Linked DNA regions of Mus musculus: region 1 is linked to region 2. The links are chromatin contacts, called in public promoter capture Hi-C maps. All regions are on one chromosome and are shown on one strand. Each heading gives the region's core, a stretch centred on a gene start, on an enhancer-like site or on the middle of the called end of the contact. The rest is flanking DNA. Distances are from core to core; before and after follow the strand shown. Region 1 holds the start of Rpl23a (ribosomal protein L23A). Region 2 overlaps Sez6 (seizure related gene 6).

The links. Promoter capture Hi-C pulls out the DNA fragments that hold promoters and counts their contacts.
Region 1: a contact with region 2 is called in a promoter capture Hi-C map of stem cell-derived epiblast-like cells, with 3 times the contacts expected there. The contact joins the promoter of Rpl23a here to the enhancer-like site in region 2. A contact is called at or near these places in 20 of 39 promoter capture datasets (the 3T3-L1 cell line, 3T3-L1-derived adipocytes, the C10 cell line and 13 more), 3 of 15 datasets of contacts at CTCF or cohesin (embryonic stem cells, large pre-B cells and pro-B cells), 21 of 484 Hi-C or Micro-C datasets (B cells, the P5424 cell line, cerebellum and 9 more), 22 of 115 datasets of contacts at active chromatin or transcription factors (the 230-238 cell line, the SCID.adh cell line, T-cell acute lymphoblastic leukemia and 12 more) and 3 of 9 other capture datasets (adipose tissue, liver and pancreatic islet).

Annotation. Positions count from the first base shown.
Region 1 is chr11:78,182,184-78,185,432 of GRCm38.p6, forward strand. It overlaps Rpl23a (ribosomal protein L23A), which reads right to left and starts at 1,401. Exons shown (of 5, transcript NM_207523.2): 1 at 1,336-1,401; 2 at 620-803. The coding sequence starts at 1,360. It overlaps Snord42b (small nucleolar RNA, C/D box 42B), which reads right to left and starts at 930; the gene lies at 876-930.
Region 2 is chr11:77,964,137-77,967,397 of GRCm38.p6, forward strand. All of the region lies in intron 4 of Sez6 (seizure related gene 6), which reads left to right. Among named protein-coding and RNA genes, the nearest start is that of Phf12, 17 kb to the right of the region's middle. Within about 2 kb of position 1,310, at least 87 of the 459 cell types and tissues checked have an H3K27ac peak or open chromatin away from gene starts, as enhancers often do. A contact at or near this core is called in the SCID.adh cell line, cerebellum, cerebral cortex and 9 more, where this site is marked.

The sequences.
Region 1 (3,249 bases), core at 151-2,650, 220 kb after region 2:
GTTTTTACTTATGCAACTGCCAAGTAATGACTCAAAAATTCTAGGTACAAATAGGCAATGAATTGTGTCTGGTGAGTACTTCCCCCATAGACAAAACACTTTTCAGTAAGCATTCTCTCAAACTTCCTTTGAGTAGCGTCAGAATTTGATCAATTAAGTGTCTTTCAGGCTGGAGAGATGGCTCATCTGTTGAGAACACTGACTGTTCTTCCAGAGGTCCTGAGTTCAATTCCCAGCAACCACACGGTGGCTCACAAATGTCTGTAGTGGGATCCGATGCCCCCTTCTAGTGAGTGTATCTGAAGACTGCTGCAGTGTACTCATGTAAATAAAAAAACAAATAAATCTTAAAAAAAAAAGTGTGTTTCATAACACTATTCGAAGGCCATCACTCCCCAATTGGACATCTTAATCAACACTCTCCTGTGTTCCAACAAGTCCCCTATCACTTGGAACCAAGATAAGCAACATCTCTTTGAAGTCAACTTTCAAACACTGACTAAATAACCTCACACTTCCACCGCACCAGCTCCTTCAACAATTGTGTTTTATAAGGGAAGCTACGTTAAGAACTCCTAATGCCCTACTACATGCTACTGGGTCCAGGGTCCCTACTGACTTGTTTCTCCTGGGCGCACTCTTCCGAGGATATTTTGGCTGCCTCCGGAGCCGCAGGGTCTTGGGCCGCCGGAAGGTGGGTGACGTTCGGATCTTCTTCTTTTTGTGGCTGTGGACGCCTTTCAGCACCGCCTTCTTAGCTTTCAAGGCCTTCGCTTTGGCTTCGGCTTTGGGAGGGGCAGGAGCTGGGAGAGGACAATTAAAATTAAGTGTGGCATTCGTAAAGTGACCCCTTCCGGCCGTCCTGCCAGCATGTGCATCAGTGGTTCCTTTGAAGACATCACAGGTCTCAGGAGACTTCAGATTTTTTCCATCATATGCACGATACCACAGGCAAAGATAATTAACCCGTTGTACCATCACGTGGGTGCGTATAACCCCATTTAACGTGGGGAAAGGGCGAATAAGGACTACTTTTAATCCCTTATAGGTCTGGAGACCCGGAGCGCCACCCTGTGGATGTTAAGGAGCTTCCCAAAGTCAAATGCTTGGCCATCAGTGGCGGCCGCTGCCGGCCCGGTGGCTTTGCCAATCCCCTGCACTGGAACCAGCCCATGCGGCTTGGCCCACGCGGTCCTCATACCCCGCAGCGGGGCCTAGTCGCGACAGTAGCCACAGAACAAGCCCCCCATGGCTTAGCCGGGCATTCTTCTTCCCCGCGAGTTCGCTCTGCGGGTATCCAAGACCGACCTGACAGATTCCCATACCGCAACATACCTTCCTTCTTCGCTTTCGGCGCCATCTTGGCTGAAAAGGATGGCCCAGCCCAATTCCCATGAGCTTATAGAATGGAGGCTCATAAAAGTCTCGCGATAGCTTATATATAGCACTGATTGGATGAACTGTAATATGAGGCTTCTTGGGAATTGTAGTTCCATTTAATTCCCTAGAGTGGGAGACCAAGCATGCGCCACCTTTCCCTTTGAAAGGGCTTCTTGGGAAATGTGGCGTTTTTTGGTTTGGTTTAGTTTGGTTTTCCGACACAGGGTTTCTCTGGGGGAATTGTAGGTTTTGGCTTTTTGTTTTTGTTTTTTTCTAAAGATTTATTTACTTTATGTATATGAGTACACTGTAGCTGTACAGATGGTTGAGTCTTCATGTGATTGTCAGGAATTAATTTTTTTGTTGTTTGTTTTCTTGTTTTTCGAGACAAGGTTTTTCTGTGTAGATTGGCTGTCTTGGAACTCACTCTGTAAACCAGGCTGACCTCAAACTCAAATCTGCCTGCCTCTGCCTCTGCCTGCGGAGTGCTGGGGTTAAAGGCGTGCGCCACCACTGCCCAGCATGAATTGAATTTTTGGGAACTCTGCTCACTCCAGTCGGCCCCGTTTGCTCTCTGGTCCAAAGATTTATTTTATTTATTATTATACTTAAGTACACTGTAGCTGTCTTCATTTGTTCCAGAAGAAGGTGCCAGGTCTCATTACCGGTGAGCTATCATGTGATTGCTGGGATTTAAACTAATGACCTTCAGAAGATCAGCCAGTGTTCTTACCCTAGGGTCCCTAGGTTTTGGTTTGGTTTTGTTCTGTTCTGTTTTGTTTCGTTTTGAGTTGTTCTTTTCGAGAGAGGGTTTCTCTTTCTCTAGTTCTGGCTGTCCTGGAACTCACTCTGTAGAGGAGGCTGGCTTTGAACTCACCAAGATCTACATACTTCTGACTGCTGAGTGCTTGGATTAAAAGGCCTGTGCCAACACTACGTGGCCTGAGTTGTAGGTTTTTTTTGTTGGTTTGTTTGTTTGTTTTTTGTTTGTTTTTTGAGACAGGGTTTCCCTTTATAGCTCTGACTGTCCTGGAGCTCATTTTGTAGACCAGGCTGGCCTCGAACTCAGAAATCCGCCTGCCTCTGCCTCCCGAGTGCTGGGATTAAAGGCGTGCGCCACCACGTCCGGCTTGAGTTGTAGTTTTTAAAAGAAAAATGTTTATTCCCCTAGGTCTAAAACAGTGGGTGGTTATAGCATCTGGTAGCTGTGTTAAGGTCCTTAAAATTTCAGTTCGTGAGCAATTTCTAGTCTTAGGGAAGAAGTTTGCAGTGTCAGAAGCCTATAACAGTACCAACTGGGAAGAATACAGTTTAAGGGATTAGAAGGACTAGAAGGACGGTCAACACTTAAGATCATGTAGTTCGGGCTGGTGAGATGGCTCAGTGGGTAAGAGCACCCGACTGCTCTTCGGAAGGTCCAGAGTTCAAATCTCAGCAACCACATGGTGGCTCACAACAATCCGTAACAAGATCTGACTCCCTCTTCTGGTGTGTCTGAAGACAGCTACAGTGTACTTACATAAAATAATAAATAAATCTTTAAAAAAAAAAAAAAAGATCATGTAGTTCTCTTTCAGAGGACCTGGTTGGATTCCCAGAAGTCATATCTCTGTGGACACCTGTACTTATGTGCACATACCCGTACACAAACTTATTATAAAGGATTTTTAACAGAGGCAGGCAGATTTCTGAATTCGAGGCCAGCCTAGACTGCAGAGTGAGTTCCAGGACAGCCAGGGCTATACAGAGAAACCCTGTCTTGAAAAAAACAAAAAAAGAAAAAAAAAAAAAAAAGGATTTTTAAGCCAGATGTGGATTATACACACCTTTATTCCCAGCAGTTCAAGCCCAGGTTGGTCTACATAGCAA
Region 2 (3,261 bases), core at 60-2,559:
CAAAAAAAAAAACAAGGAAAAAAATTTGATTGGCAATTAATCTACTGTAATATTGCTATAAATACAGTCAAGTGTCCAACTTCACCACAATTTTTATTCATTTTGAAAGCATTTAAAACTATAGAAAAGTACAAAAATAAGACAGGCTGTCCACACACCACAGTTCAGAATAAGCCGGCATCTTTACAATCTTCACATATTATTTGTAGTCTTTAGCAAATACTTCAAAGGCATACCCTCCACACAAATACATAGACATACAGACACACACACACACAAACACACACACACACACACACACACACACACACACACACACACACACACGATGGCCCAGGACAACTTGGCATGAAGTGTTTTCTTTTTTTACCATGTAGGTTCAGGGGTTGATCTCGGGTCCTCAGCCTTGGCAGTCGACACCTTCACCGATGAATCATCTCACAGCCCTTATCTTACACCATAGCTCAGGCCGACCTCAAACTCACCACAGCACTAGGGCCTCGGCCTCCTGGGTGTAAGGATTACAGGCCCCAGCTACCATGCTGGCTAGAAACGCCACTCTTCCTTCTCTGCTCCTCTGTAGTCGCTGCCTGACCCTCCCTTTCCTACTGGGAAGGCTAAACCATCTATGCTTCAAAGTTAGTTACCGTTTGAGTAAAGCAAAAAGGTGCTTAGCATGCCCTCCACTACGGAAACCAGCATTACTCGGCTTGCAGGATGCATGCGGAGCGAGGCGAAGCTGGAGCTTCCTCATAGGGTTCCTTCTTGCCCACCCCTTCCCTGGGCTGGAAGTCTGTTCCGTCCTTTGCACAGGTTAACTTTAATTCAGACCCCCCCACCCCCCCTCGCGCACGTGCTAACAGGGGGATAATTGGTAAGAACAATCAAGACATTGTCTTGCGCTGGCATAGACCACTTCTGCAGCTCTGTAGGGGGGAAGAATTGATGGGGGGGGGGGGGCAGGCATCCTGGAGCTAGGAATGCTCTGACCCTGTCTCTTCATCTTGTCAAGGCTTTGCCATCCAAACTGGGGGGAGCAGCCTCTGTCAGCAGGGACCTTAATGCTGGGCAGAGGTTGTCCAGGCCCTCAGCAGTGGTAGGTCCCCACCCTGGCAGGGATGACCATCTGGGCGGCCCCTCCAGCCTCCCTAATGGCTCATCAATCCTCCTCAGCAGCAGGCATAATTTCATGCCACAGTAACCTTTTCTCTTGCTGCAAATTCCTTTGCACAAAACTCCAGTTCCCTCTTTGTGCTTCCAGACAAAAGTGGGAGAACACAACAGGGCCGGAGGCCTAGCAGGGGGAGCAGAGTCCTAGGAGAGCCTAGGGGAGCTGGCCCACTCCTGCTCTTTGTCCCAGCGGCCCTCCCTCCTCTGCCCAGTTTTTGTCAATGATCAGCTCTTTCCTTAATGAGTGTAATTCCCCTAATTATAGACTGTAATTAGCCCTGATCCCAGAGATGGGAACAGGAGGAGCGTGTGCTCACGGGCATTTCTCGTGGGCTGGAGAAAGAGGGTGCCAGGAGAGTGAGGGAGGGCCTGGGAACACACGCCTGCACCTGTGCAGGCAGGCGCTGTCCAAGCTGATGAAGGAGAGGGCACAGTCGTGAGCTTCCACACAGGCCTGTGGCTGGATAGATTCCTCTGGCCGGGTCCCAGTCCCCTAGTCCGGGTGGAGAGTCAGAGTGCCGGGGAGGCCCCTCCCTCCTGCATCCAAGCATTCCTGGCACTGGAGTTGGCTCCGAAACAGCCGCCAGCAAGAAAATAACTCAACAGATTGTGGTGGTGCAGACTCCCTGGGAACGGTTGGTTGTCATGGCAATAGGAAGCTCATCTTGGGAAGTGGCACTTACCCACGATGGAGTCTGGGGGTGCCTCTCGATGCTACCAGCCCCCTGCTTTCACATGATTCCAGCCCACTCCCTCCCCAGGTTGTGCTGGGACTCACGGGGAAGATGAGAGCGCAGGTGCTGGGTCTGACACCTGGCCTATGGCTCCCAGGGAGTCAGCTCCTCCTCATCCCCAGGCTGGGTGCAGTCCTCCCTATCCTCCCCGAGGGAGAATCAGTGACTTGCTGGACCAGCTCCAAGGCCAGCCTGGACTGTCACTCTCAGGTGTCTCTGACTCCACCGGCCAGGATCCCATATTAACTGGGGCCAGGTAGGAAGCAAAGGACCTCGAGAGGCAGGCAGGTACTCCAATCCCTACCCTACCACACTTCTACAGTATGACAAGGGTCAGAAGCCCTCTGACCCTCAGTCTCTCCCAACCTCAGCTTTCTTTATCTTTAAAATGGGTCAATAGCCCCTACCCTACCTTCTTTCTTCCGCGTGTATGATGGGTACTAGGCGAGAAGGGGCTCTTTAGAAACTAGACAGCACAGCAAATGTAAGAAGCTGTTCCTACTCGCAACGGCAAACATTAACAACCAGCTTTGGGGGAAACGGGGCAGAGGTAGGTGTGTGCGTTGTGCAGGCACTGCACATATGGCCTCCCGCTTAACCTCCCCAGCGCTGCAGGCAGTGCTCTAAATCACCGGTTAAACAAAGAAACCATCGAGGCATGGAGCAAAGAAGTAACCTGCCCAAGGTGGCAGTGTAGGAAGTAACGGGCAGAGTCTGCATTTAAACCCAGGGAGTCTGACCCCAGAATCCATCTCCTAAGCACTGCCCTCTCCACTGGCCAGTCACAACTAGCCTTTTATTGGTCAAGCCCTCAAAACTCTCTTCTTGTTTTCACATAGCAACTAAGTATATGACAGGTGGGGAAGGCCTCAAAACTGAGTCACAGTCAACTCAAGCTTTGGTAGCTCATCTGCCCAAAGGCAGCCCCTTTGTCTGTTCATATAAAGGCACAGAGCAGGGGAACACCAGGGCCAAAAAGGGGGAGTGGGTGCGCAGGGGAGTGGGGGTGGGTGGATATGGAGGACTTTTGGTATAGCATTGGAAATGTAAATGAGCTAAATTCCTAATAAAAAATGGAAAAAAAAAAAAGAGTTGTAAGACAAGAAAAAAAAAAAAAATAAAGGCACAGAGGCACAGTCAAGCCTTCCTTTTTACTTTTCTCCTTGTCTGCTCCAGGCATTCTACCTCTTAGACCCAAGCCAGACTCCCTCTTTATAAGCTATTCCTGGGCTTTAGCCTAAGGGTTGGGGTTTACCAGACAATTTTATGGGATTTGCTGCCCCTGTGTGGTCATAAATGGTACGACAACTCCCAAAGCAACCAGAGTGGCCAATCCCACCTCCAATTTCCAAGAAAG